2 separate regions of the Macaca mulatta genome follow, and region 1 is linked to region 2. A link is a contact called in public Hi-C data. All regions are on one chromosome and are shown on one strand. The core of a region is the stretch at or near the end of the contact, and the rest is flanking DNA. Distances in the headings are between cores, read along the strand shown. Region 1 holds the start of NVL (nuclear VCP like). Region 2 holds the start of FBXO28 (F-box protein 28).

Region 1 (5,955 bases), core at 2,860-5,359, 210 kb before region 2:
AAAAATGGCCAGACCATATGCAAAAATAGAACTCTGACTCACAATCTGCAACAACCAGACCAGAAAACCAATCTATCATCTACAAATCAGACATGTAGGAAGTTAGATCACTGTCACTAGGAAACAATCCAGGAACCCAGCAACAACCCCTGTAACAAATGGCCCCAGATGGCAAGAACTTTATTAAAAAATGATAGCTTTTTAAATTTTTGGACCTGCTGTCAACATAGGACCAAAAGAAAACCAACTGTGCATCCCAACCAAACACATAGGATGCTCTGCTACTTCTAGTTACCCCACCTATAGCTTCCCTATGACAACAGTCTTCAGTTAGGGCACACCTGAAGCCTTCCCCTATTCCCCACTGTAAAGTTTTCCCACTTCTCTGTTTTTGAGGCTCTGACAAAACGCAAGTGATGGTGGCTGACTCCCTTGTTATAGCAAACTCTGAACAAATAGTCTTCACCTCTTCTCATGTAGTCTTCAAATAGTCTTCATGTATTTCCACAAAGGGGATACTAGTAATAATTTTGCTGAATCAACAGGCAAAAATCAGGACTGTCCTGAGCAAATCTGGACATAAATCACCCTAGTTATGAAGCACAATTAGACCAGAAGCTGTTTGCTAGTGAAATACTGTATGAGGTTTAGGAGAATGAAAGTGTGAAAGACAAAAGATAAAATATGCCACCACCACTAGGTGGGGTTACACCACCACTGAAGAATGGAGGATGTTTCAATTAAAAAGGGAAGTGCTTGAAGTGTATATGCTCTTAGGTTACTGTTCAGTAATCTTTTTGGTTTTGATGCATGATACTGTAAATCCAAACATTGGAATCAATGTAAAATGGTCTTCAGGGCAATAATTGATGAGCTAATTCCAACGGGAAATGTTTGAGCATATTATCATCTAGTATTAATTCACTTTCAATTATTGCCTTCTGCACCTGAAGCAGTAATGAGATGAACAACACATTCCCTGCCTTTAAGAAGGTGGCTGGGTGCCGTGGCTCACGCCTGTAATCCCAGCACTTTGAGAGGCCGAGGCAGGCGAATCACAAGGTCAGGAGTTCGAGACCAGCTTGGCCAATATGGTGAAACCCCGTCTTTACTAAAAATACAAAAATTAGCTGGGCATGGTGGCGTGCACCTGGAGTCCCAGCTACTTGGGAGGCTGAGGCAGAAGAACCGCTTGAACCTGGGAGGCCGAGGTTACAGTGAGGCAAGATTATACCACTGCACTCTAGTCTGGCGACAGAGTGAGACACCACCTCAAAAAAAAAAAAAAAAAAAAAAAAGGAATAAGAAGGCAGCATTCTAGAGTACTTCAAGTTTACATACGAAGGGCTGGTTACATAAGTTGTAAGACCCAGTACAAAATGAAAATAAGGGACAGCTTTTTCAGAAAGTATTTCAAGATGGCAACAGTAGAGCATTAAACCACCTGTGGGGCCCTTCTGAGGACAGGGCCATGTGACTGCACAGGTCACATACCCATGAAATCAACCCTAAGTGTAGGATAGTATTCTATGACAAATTATAGACGAATAAACTATGTTGCCTAGTACACGTTGTGATGCTACTAGGCCTTTCAATGTGGTTATTTGTTTGTTTATTTGAGATGGAGTTTTGCTCTTGTTGCCCAGGCTGGAGTGCAATGGCATGATCTCAGCTCGCTGCAGCCTCTGCCTCCCAGGTTCAAGTGATTCTCCTGCCTCAGCCTCACAAGTAGCTACAATTACAGGCATGTGCCACCACGCCCAGATAATTTTGTATTTTTAAGTAGAGACAGGGGTTCACCACATTGGTCAGGCTGGTCTTGAACTCCTGACCTCAGGTGATCCACCTGCCTCTGCCTCCCAAAATGCTCGGATTATAGGCATAAGCCACCATGCCCGGCCTCAGTGTGTTTTCATTCTATGTTGGACATTTGGCACGCAAAGAATTACATTTCATTTTAAAAATTACTAAGCATTGACTAAATTTGTACTATATGCTGTAGAGAATCTTTCCTAACATTTAATGTAATCAAGCATATAAATAACTAATCTAACTTTTAAAATGTTATAAAAAGTTACAGTTATAATTCTTCCACTTTTCCCCACAAGCCTAAAGCGCAGAGCAGAGACTGAAACTGGTAGGCACTCAATATACACTTGTCAAATGAATGCAAGGAGGCTGGAAAGTCCCATATCAAGGAGTTGTTATTTGGTGAGGGCCTTCTTGCTGTGTCATCCCATGGCAAAAGGCAGAATGGCAAAAGAGCCAAATTTTACTCACCTTAAAAGTGAAGGAAAGGCCAGGTGCAGTGGCTCATACCTGTAATTCCAGCACTTTAGGAGGCCAAGGCAGGTGGATCACCTGAGGTCAGGAGTTCGAGATCAGCCTGGCCAACATGGCAAAATGCCATTTCTACTAAAAATACAAAAAATTAGCCGGGCATGGTGGCACATACCTGTAGTCCCAACTACTCAGGAGGCTGAGGTGTTAGAATCTCTTGAATCCAGGAGGTGAAGGTTGCAGTGAGCCAAGATTGTGCCACTGCACTCCAGCCTGGGCAACAGAGCAAGACTCCTTCTAAAAAAAAAGAAGAAAAGAAGGAAATTCTAACACATGCTATATGAGGGCATTAAGCTAAGAAACAAGCCACTCACAAAAGTCAAATATGGGAAGATTCCACTTATATGAGGAAGTTAGTGTAGTCAAAATCATGAAGACAGTAAGTAGAATGGCAGTTGCCAGGGGCTGGGGGGAGGGAGGAATGGGAAGTTATTTTTTAATTAGTATAGAGTTTCAGTTTTACAAGATGAAAAGAGTTCTGGAGCTAGATGGCAGTGATGCTTGCATATTATGAATGTATTAATATCACTAAACTGCACACTTTAAAATGTTTAAGATTGTAAATGTTCTTATATTTTACCACAACTAAAAAAAATAAAAATAAAACAGTATATATAGTGAAGAAGAAATGAAGTTGCAACCAAAGGGACCAATATTTTGGGTGAGAAATCTAATACTTAATTCAGTGCTAATTTTTACATTTTTAGTAGAGACAAGGTTTCACCATCTTGGCCAGGCTGGTCGTGAACTCCTGACCTCAAGTGATCTGCCCGCCTTGGCCTCCCAAAGTGCTGTGATTACAGGTGAGAGCCACCTCGCCCGGCCTCACACCCTTGTGTGTGATTCTCTTAATTCCATTTTCTCTCTTCCCCTCTGCCCCTTAATATACTGCACTTCACCTTGTCATGAGCCAAGTAGGACCTGAAATAAGAATACTCAAAACACGGAAGAAATAAACAAGAAGACAGAAACTAAAGCCCGTTTTTTTTGTTTGTTTGTTTTTTGTTTTTGTTTTTTTTTTTTTTAGTGCTTGGTAACTATCCCTTTGTGTCTCCCTAAGTGCAGGATAAACTTCTTGGGGCAAATACAAATGTTTGATAAAATCTGGGCCAAGGAGTCTTGCACTGGATATATTCAACAAATTACCTGCCGATGATAACAGCGTAAGTAAAACGAGTTCTGAAAGTAACAAATGACTTAGTTATCCTCAGTTATAAGGATAAATCCGTCCTTTTCTTTTTCACCTAGCCCTTTTGTTGGGCCTCTAAAATGTAAGGTAACTACGTGGGAAAGCAAGCAACAGCTGGTAGTGTGTTTTTACCCTGATTTTATCACTCCAAGTATCTACCATCGCTGGCTTTGCGAAGACTAGCTTTGTATCAGAACGAGGTGCGGCCGGAACGCCTGAGGAAAGCAAACCAACTTTCCCAGCCGACGCGTTGACAGCGTGTCCCCACGCTGCGCCGGGGTAGGAACTTCCTCCAGCCTGGTTCGCCCGGCGGGGAACCAATAAAGTTGAGCGCGTTCAAAGGGGTCCTAATCTTCCAGGGCCCACTGGGCAGGCCTGCAAAATAAGGCCCCTAGAAACTCCCTGAGGTTTGCAAGTCTTCTCCCGCTCCTCGGAATTCCCCCCCGCCTCATTCGCATTACTTTTATTCTGACGGAAACGGCGCGGGCTAGGCCCCAGGAGGGGCGCTTTTCAGGTGCAACTGGCCCGGCGATCGCGGTGGGCAACCCCTACGAGGCCCCCGGTTGACTGGGAGCTGACGGTCCGAGCTGTGGCTTTGGAAGACCCAGACGATGAAGCCTAGACCCGCCCGGTTCGTGGATAATAAACTCAAGCAACGAGTCATCCAGGTGTGTATTCTGCACCGCTCGGTCTCGCCAAGGGCCCCGATCACTGCCCCAGGGTGCCACTCCCCTTTTTTTCGGGTGGCGTCCACGTGGAACTCAACTAGTCTTCTTTTCTCCAGTCTGGGTCTGGGCGTGCGTCTGTTCCTCCTTCGTTGGTGGTGCCGGGGCCTTCCCTACCCACGTTGGTGCGGAGTCTCAGCAGAAACCGGGGACAGTGGGAGGGTGCAGCTTGGTGGGGCTGCCGAGGATGTCTGGTCGTCTTCAGCGCAGATCATTCAGTAGAGTGGAGTTAGCCTTTGAATTTTAACCTCTTTGACTTGTGAAGTTAGTACAGGAATGGTCTTCAAACGCTCGCATTGTAAGAGGTCCTTGAAAAGGGGTGGCATAAATAATACGTTAATTTCCGCTGTCAAGGAACTTACACACTAAAACGAGATAACACGGTCTGGCAACAGTAACAGGCACTTTGCCTACGGTTTTCTCATTTTCATGACCATCAGTAAAAAGCAGTGTGTGGCAAATACCTTAGAATGTAAACAAGCAGTCTGAGTTAAAAGGCGGGAGAGAATTTTCTTCACTTAGGAATTGGTGAGCTACACATTCTCCTTGTTTTTCTTTCACTTCACCAGCCCCTAAACAATCTCCTTTTCGGACCCATCTTTTCCTACCAACTTGTAAATGTTGGAAGTGCTCTGAGCCACTGTTCTCTTCCCTTCCCTTCCTCCTCTTTCCTCATACACCTTTCTTATCTATCCATACTTCCTATGTGATCTCATTTAGTCTAATAACCTTTGAATAGTTCTATGTATTCTATTATCTATATATTTATTTCATTTTATTTTTATTTTTCTGAGACACAGTCTCGCTCTGTTGCCCAGGCTAGAGTTCAGTGGCTGTTCATGGGCACAATCGTAGCTCACTGCACCCCCGGCCTCCCTGGCTCAAGCAATCCTCCCTCCTCAGCCTCCCCAGTAGCTGGGACTACAGGTGTGCACCACCACATCTGGCCAATTTATTATTATTATTATTATTATTATTATTATTATTATTTGTAGAGACGGGGTTCCACTATGTTACTCTGGCTGGTCTCTAACTCCTGGGCTCAAACGATCAGTCCTCAGCCTCCGAAAGTGCTGGGATTACCGGTGCAAGCTGCTGTCCTGTCCTCTATATATTTATGACGGCTAAATTTGTATCTGCTGTCCAGATTTTATCTTGAAGTACAGATTGATATATCCAGCTGCCTAGTTAGCGTATCTCCAAATTAAAATGGCCAAGTGGAACTTGTGATTTTTTCTTCCTTCAAACCTGCCCTTTCTTAGTGTTCTGTATCTCGGTAAGTGATACCACCGTTTGTCCAGTTGTTAAGGCCAAAAGCCTTAAGGGTCATTCTGAGTCTTTCTTTCATTTCCTGTATACCATCCATCAACAGCGTGGTTTGCTTTACTTTCAAAATATATTCCAAGTACTTCTTACTGTCTTTCCCTATAACCATCTTAGTCCAAACCATCATCTCTACCTTATACTATTGCAATAGCCTCCTAACTGGTCTTTCTGAGTCTGCTTTTACCTAAAGCCTATTCCCCACAGAGCAGCCAGAGACATCTAATTTTTTTTTTTTTTTTCGTTCACTGCAACCTCTGTCTCCTGGGTTCAAGCGATTCTTCTGCCTCAGCCTCCCAAGTAGGTGGGATTACAAGTGCATGCCATCACGCCTGGCTAATTTTTCTATTTTTAGTAGAGACGAGGTTTCACCATGTT
Region 2 (6,171 bases), core at 2,797-5,296:
TTTAAAAAGCTCCCTATACTTGTTTTTCAGCAGGTGAGAATATAATGCTCATGAGCATTACATAGGTTACATAGGTTCAAAGTTAGCTCTGATCTACTCCTGAAGGTAGGATCTCACTTCTTTTTTCTTTTTTCGAAACAGAATTTCGCTCTGTCACCCAGGCTGGAGTGCAGTGGCACCATCTCAGTTCACTGCAGCCTCCACCTCCCGGGTTCAAGTGATTCTCCTGCCTCAGCCTCCCAAGTAGCTGGGATTACAGGCGTGTGCCACCATGCCTGGCCAATTTTTTATATTTTTGGTAGAGATGGGGGTTTCACCATGTTGGCCAGGCTGGTATCGAACTCCTGACCTCAAGTGATCCGCCCACCTTGGCCTCCCAAAGTGCTGGGATTACTGGAGTGAGCCACCGTGCTCGGCCAGGCTCTCACTTCTTAACCTTTGCCATTTGTTTCAAAGTCTCTCACCCACCTGCCAAGGGGGCCTGGGTGACATACTAACGCTGCATCAGCACAAATTTGTCTGTTTTACTGGAAAAACAACTCAAAGTACATGTTTTGTTATTTCAAAGGTTGTGTTCAGCCAAATAATTTTACATTGGAGGAGTCAAATATTTAAGGAGTAATTTCTGTGAAACCACCAGACTCATGATACATCTTTTGATCAATAGTCAATGGCCAAAAAATAAAATAAAATGAAATAAAAAAATCCAGGCCTAGGTGGGTGGATTGCCTGAGCTCAGGAGTTCAAGACGAGCCTTGGCAACGTGGTAAAACCCCATCTCTACAAAATACAAAAAATTAGCAGGGCATGGTGGCGTGCGCCTGTAGTTCCAGCTACTCAGGAGGCTGAGGCAGGAGAATCGCTTCAACCTGGGAGGTGGAGGTTGCAGTGAGCCGAGATGGCACCACTGCACTCCAGCCTGGGTGACAGAGCAAGACTCTGTCTCAAAAAAACAAAACAAAAAAAATCCAATTTATTTTTATTTTTTTTGAGATGGCGATCTCGGCTCACTGCAACCCCCGCCTCCTGGGTTCAAGTGATTCTCCCACCTCAGTCTCCCGAGCAGCTGGGATTACAGGTACCTACCAACACGCCTGGCTAATTTTTGTATTTTTATAAAGATGGGGTTTCACCACGTTGGCCAGCTGGTCTTGAACTCCTGACCTCAGGTGATCCGCCCACCTCAGCCTCCCAAAGTGTTGGCATTACAGGCGTGAGCCACCATGCCCAGCCAAAAATCCAATTTAAAAAGGCATTCACACAGTCCCTTGGAAATCAGTTATTCATGGTAAGAGGAAACAAAGATTATTATCAACTAAACAGTACAAATAACTGAAAAATGTTATTGTAGCAATTTCAGCCTAGAGCAAATCTTTTAAAGAAAATGCAGAGTAATAAGTACATGGATTGTGTACCTGTTGTCTACATTAGGTGCTAAACATAGTTGTAACTGAGGTCCCAATAAGACAAGTAAACTGAGAAGGAAGAAAAAAAGTCCCTGAACAATATATAAACTAGCTCACCAGCTACCTAATAGCTGACATTTAGCTTCATGAAAAGTAATTCTGTTCTTAATATTACCCCCTTCAAAGCATATCCAGCCTTAATTCCACTAAAAAATATACTTACAATGAAGAGAACTATGTAACTTATATGTCAGATAGCAGCATATACTAAAGTCCCTTGATATTTTGCAAACGATTCTTTAGGTATAAATGGCTACTTAAGAAGGCATGTACAGTACACCTAGACACTCTCTTGACTGCCAATTTCAGAAAAGATCATAATTAAATTAATGCTGACACCTAGTGGCAAGAAAGAACATCTTTCTTTTATAACGTTACCTGAATCGTACCTTCCAAGCAAAGACACTTCCAAATCCCCACAAAAGATTATCCATTTAATCTATTCAAGAATTATCCATTAGCCTTAAGTAAAGAAAAACAGTTCCCCATTACTAAAAAATCATATTTGCAGATGTAGAACGGGGCAGAATCTTTTCCTGGGGGTGGGCAATGGGACTCCTTATGAAAAATCTGTTTGAAATTACAAATTTATAACCTTAAAAGGCCAGAAAACTGCTTAAAATTTAAGAATGCAGCTGAATATCTCACCTGACAGAGATGTCATTTATTCATAAATTGTGGGATGTGTTTTAACTCTGGTTAGGACAGGCTGGTTCCCCTGCTCCCCCTACAACTTTACTTTTTTTTTAAATAGTAATATGATCAACAAACAAACAAAACTCCATTTTTCTCAACACTTACAAAATAGAACTGTGAATATTCCAAGCTTTACCAAGCCATTGTCTCGTTGAATGGTTCAATTCAATCAAATGTTATATGCCCAATTTCCCCAACACCATGAAGGTACAGCACGAATTTTGATTAAACGCCATCATTTGTAAAAATCTGAAGGAATATTTAAGATTCTACATGAAATTCTAGGATGAAAATGTTTTGGAAATTCAGAGGCAATCAATTGTGAAATATCTATTTTCAGCTGAAGAAATTTTCCATCCTGCAGACTGGTATCGTTGAACTGCTGTGTTGACTAGAAAAAAAATTGGCCACCAGTTTGAATTGATATTTATAAGCTCTCTTTTAAAAATAAGTTACGATTTCTTTTAAAAATGCAATTATAATCCACTTGAAACTGGAGGAGTAAGCCTACAATACAGCATATTGAGTAATAAGGAAATGTTATACACAGCACATTCAGAGATATGCCTTTGTCCTCTTAAAAACAATTCCCAGCACAGATTTAGCTTCTCCATAGAATCGGTTTGCAATCATTTCAAAATGTCCACCTCCTTCAATTTATTTACCACTTAAAGATACATTCATTGAAAGGCATCAAAATATCTAACTGAACTAACATTCACCACACCTTCAGTCAAACCTCTGGAGTGAAGTAAAAGCCCAATGGCAAATTCATTATTTTTAAAAATCATGGACTGAACTATTGTGATTTTAAGGTATAAAGAAACCTCTCCTAAAGCAGGTGGGTGGGCGTAAATCACTAGTTAAAAATAAATTGCAAAAGAGAAAAAACCCGTCAAGGGGTAAGTTGCTTCACTACGGTGGGAAGCGTTAGGATGAGGCAAAGCAGGAATGGTCATTTCCCAAGGCTCTACTTTAGTGGTCAACTAAGGCGCTGGGGCTAAGGCTAAGTAAACACGTTTCCATTCTTCGGAACCTCTACCTGGTGTGGGGCAGCTGAGCCACCTACTCTACTCAATCTTCTCGAACAAGGAAACTTGGGTGGTTGGGGTGGGGAACAATACGTTATTCTTGCAAGATAAACCAAGCCTGGCTGGGATCATCTGCCTACTTCTGAGTTTTCTCCCCCAATCCAGGCCGGGGACTGGAAGCGGCATACAAAAGGCAGGCGACAAGACCTCTCGGGGTCCACTCTCAGGCCAGGCGGAAGGTGGAAAGACCAATTCCGCTACCCCTCCCGTAGAGGGCCCGCTTCCGGGCGGGGGGCAAGGAGCCCCGAGGGCGAAGTTCCCTCAAGAAGTAACCCCAGCTCCGCAGCTAGGACGCAACTGGGAACCAGCCCACTCCTGCTGACTGACTGCAAGGGAGAGTTCGGAACCGGAGCGGCGCCCTCCCGGATCTGTAGCCGGCTGGGGCTAGCGGGGGGATCCCTCCCCGGGGAACGCGCTCCCTTCTTCTCCCCTCCCAGACCTCGGCCGGGGGGAGAGGGAGGCAGGAGTTGTGCAGGGGCCTCACCAGGCGGAGCTGGCTAATTTCGTCGTAGGACATAAAGCTGAGGATGTTCTCGATGGCTACGATGGGCAGCGCCACAAGCGTGTTGTTTTGAGGCAGCTGGTCCGGAGCCAGCGCCGGGGCTGGCAGCGCCTGGGACCCCGGTTGTGGGTGTTGTGGCGGGGGCGGTGGGGGCTGTCGCTGGGTAGAGCCGGAGGCCAAAGAGGAGCCGCCGTCGCCGTGGCTGCCGCCTCCTTCCTCTGCCATCCGGTCCTCCGCCGCCGCCGCCGCCATTTTGGGGGTTTGATTCCTTACCCCCGCTGCAAGGGGGACAGGGACACTTCCGGTGCGTCACTTCCTCCTCCTGCAGCCGCCGGGGAAGGGGTACCTGGAGGAGTGGGGAGGAGCCTGTGGGTAACAGGCGGAGAGGACTCACAGGATACCTTTCAAGTGGAAGTCAGGGAAGATCATGTAAACCCCAAGAAAGGTGATCATCCTAGACCCTTTTGTCTAAGATTAGTAACTACTTGAGAGCAAGGAAACACTATTTATTAAAATGAACTTCACCGTGCAGTTTTCTTAAAGGGCTTCCTGACAAAGGATGATAAAGATGTTGCCTAATAAGTGTAGATGGAAATAATGTAGTTAGACTAGCACCATTTTTCAGGAATCGTAGAAATGATTGATTTAGGCAAATAAAAACGTGTAAAATATCAATAAGAACTACAACATGGATGAACCGTGAGAACATATTAAGTGAAAGAAGTTAGACACAAAGGACCACATAGTGTATGATTGCATTTATATAGAATGTCTGAAATAGGCAAATCCATAGAGATAAAAAGTAGATTAGTGGTCTCCAGAGGCTGGGGGAAATGGGGAAATGACTGCTAACAGGTGAAGGGTTTCATTTTTGGGGTGATAAAAATGCTCTGGAATTAGTGGTGATGATTACACAACCGTATGAATATGCAAAAACCACTGAATTACTATATGCTTTAATGAATTTTATCATATATGAACTATATTCTAATAACTGATTTAGGCAAGAATTATCAAAAGGTACTAAAACTAGGAGGTAAACGTGATGAGGAACGTGATATTTACATTGTCTCAAAATAACCCCCATAAATTATATATTATTTACAAAGATTAAAAGAAATAGTTTACAAGGCCGGGTGTGGTGACTCATGCCTGTAATCCAGCACTTTGTAAGGCTGAAGCAGGAGAATCACTTTAACCCAGGAGTTGGAGACCAGCCTGGGCAACATGGAGAAACCCCATCTCTATAAAAAAAAATACAAAAAATTCGCCAAATGTGGTGGCAGCACCTGTGGTCCCAGCTATTCAGGAGGCTGAGATGGGAGGATTGCTTGAGTCACAGAAGTTCGAGGCTGCAGTGAACTGTCAGCCCACCGCTGCACTCCAGCCTGGGCAACAGAGCGAGACTCTGTCCCAAAAAAAAAAAAGAAAGTTTACAATAGAGAAATTTGGTGGACACCATCATAACCAAATCATCGAGACTAACATCACGGTTATAGGAGAAGCCAATATCATATGCCTGTTTATATGATACCCTGAGAAGGACACAGCATAATGTAGTATTCATGAAAAAAAAAAACACTTGAGTTGCATTTGTAGACATCACTAGATGACTGGCCCATAAATTATTCAAAAGTATTAACGTTACGAAAGACAAAGACTAAGGGTTTGTGGCAGATTAAAGGAGACTAAAGAGACATGACAACTAAATCTATGGGTGGTCCTGGATGGGATCCTGGATTAAGGGAGAAATAACTATGATGAACATTATTGTAACAACTGGCAAAATTTAAAAATGGACAGTATATTAGATGATATTGTAATCATATTAAATTTTTCAATTTGGATAATTGTATTATGGTCATATAAGACAATGTCTTTGTCTTTAGGAAATACACGTTGAAGGATAAGCATGCTTTGTATTATTTTCCTTTATTTATTTATTTATTTATTTTTTGAGATGGAGTCTTGCTTTGTCACCCAGGCTAGAGTGCAGTGGTGCAATGCAGCTCAGTGCAAACTCCGCTTCCTGTGTTCAAGGGATTCTCCTGCCTCAGCCTCCCGAGTAGCTAATTTTTGTATTTTTAGTAGAGGTGGGGTTTCACCATCTTAGCCAGGCTGGTCTCGAACTCCTGACCTCGTGATCCACCCGCCTCGGCTTCCCAAAGTGCTGGGATTACAGGTGTGAGCCACGGCACCCGGCTGCATGCTTTGTATTATTACACTTTGCTTTCTTGTGCTTCTCAGATATTGCGTTTTTAAAAATGAATTGAAGATTTGTGTCAATCCTTGAGCAAGTCTCTTGGTGCCATTTTTCCAACAGCATGTATTCACCTTGTTTCTTTCTGTCACATTTTGATAATTCCTATGATATTTCAAACTTTTTTTATTATTGTTACATCTGTTATGGTGAGCT

The links. A called contact is a pair of places that touch in the nucleus more often than the background predicts.
Region 1: a contact with region 2 is called in a Hi-C map of blood, with 6 times the contacts expected there. The contact joins the promoter of NVL here to the promoter of FBXO28 in region 2. A contact is called at or near these places in 5 of 14 Hi-C or Micro-C datasets (CD4 T cells, blood, cortical neurons and 2 more).

The regions. Positions count from the first base shown.
Region 1 is chr1:81,983,588-81,989,542 of T2T-MMU8v2.0, reverse strand. NVL (nuclear VCP like) reads left to right here and starts at 4,109. Exons shown (of 22, transcript XR_013395202.1): 1 at 4,109-4,197. It also overlaps a transcript of CNIH4 not described here.
Region 2 is chr1:81,772,673-81,778,843 of T2T-MMU8v2.0, reverse strand. It overlaps FBXO28 (F-box protein 28), which reads right to left and starts at 4,046. Exons shown (of 4, transcript XM_077938541.1): 1 at 3,738-4,046. The coding sequence starts at 4,007.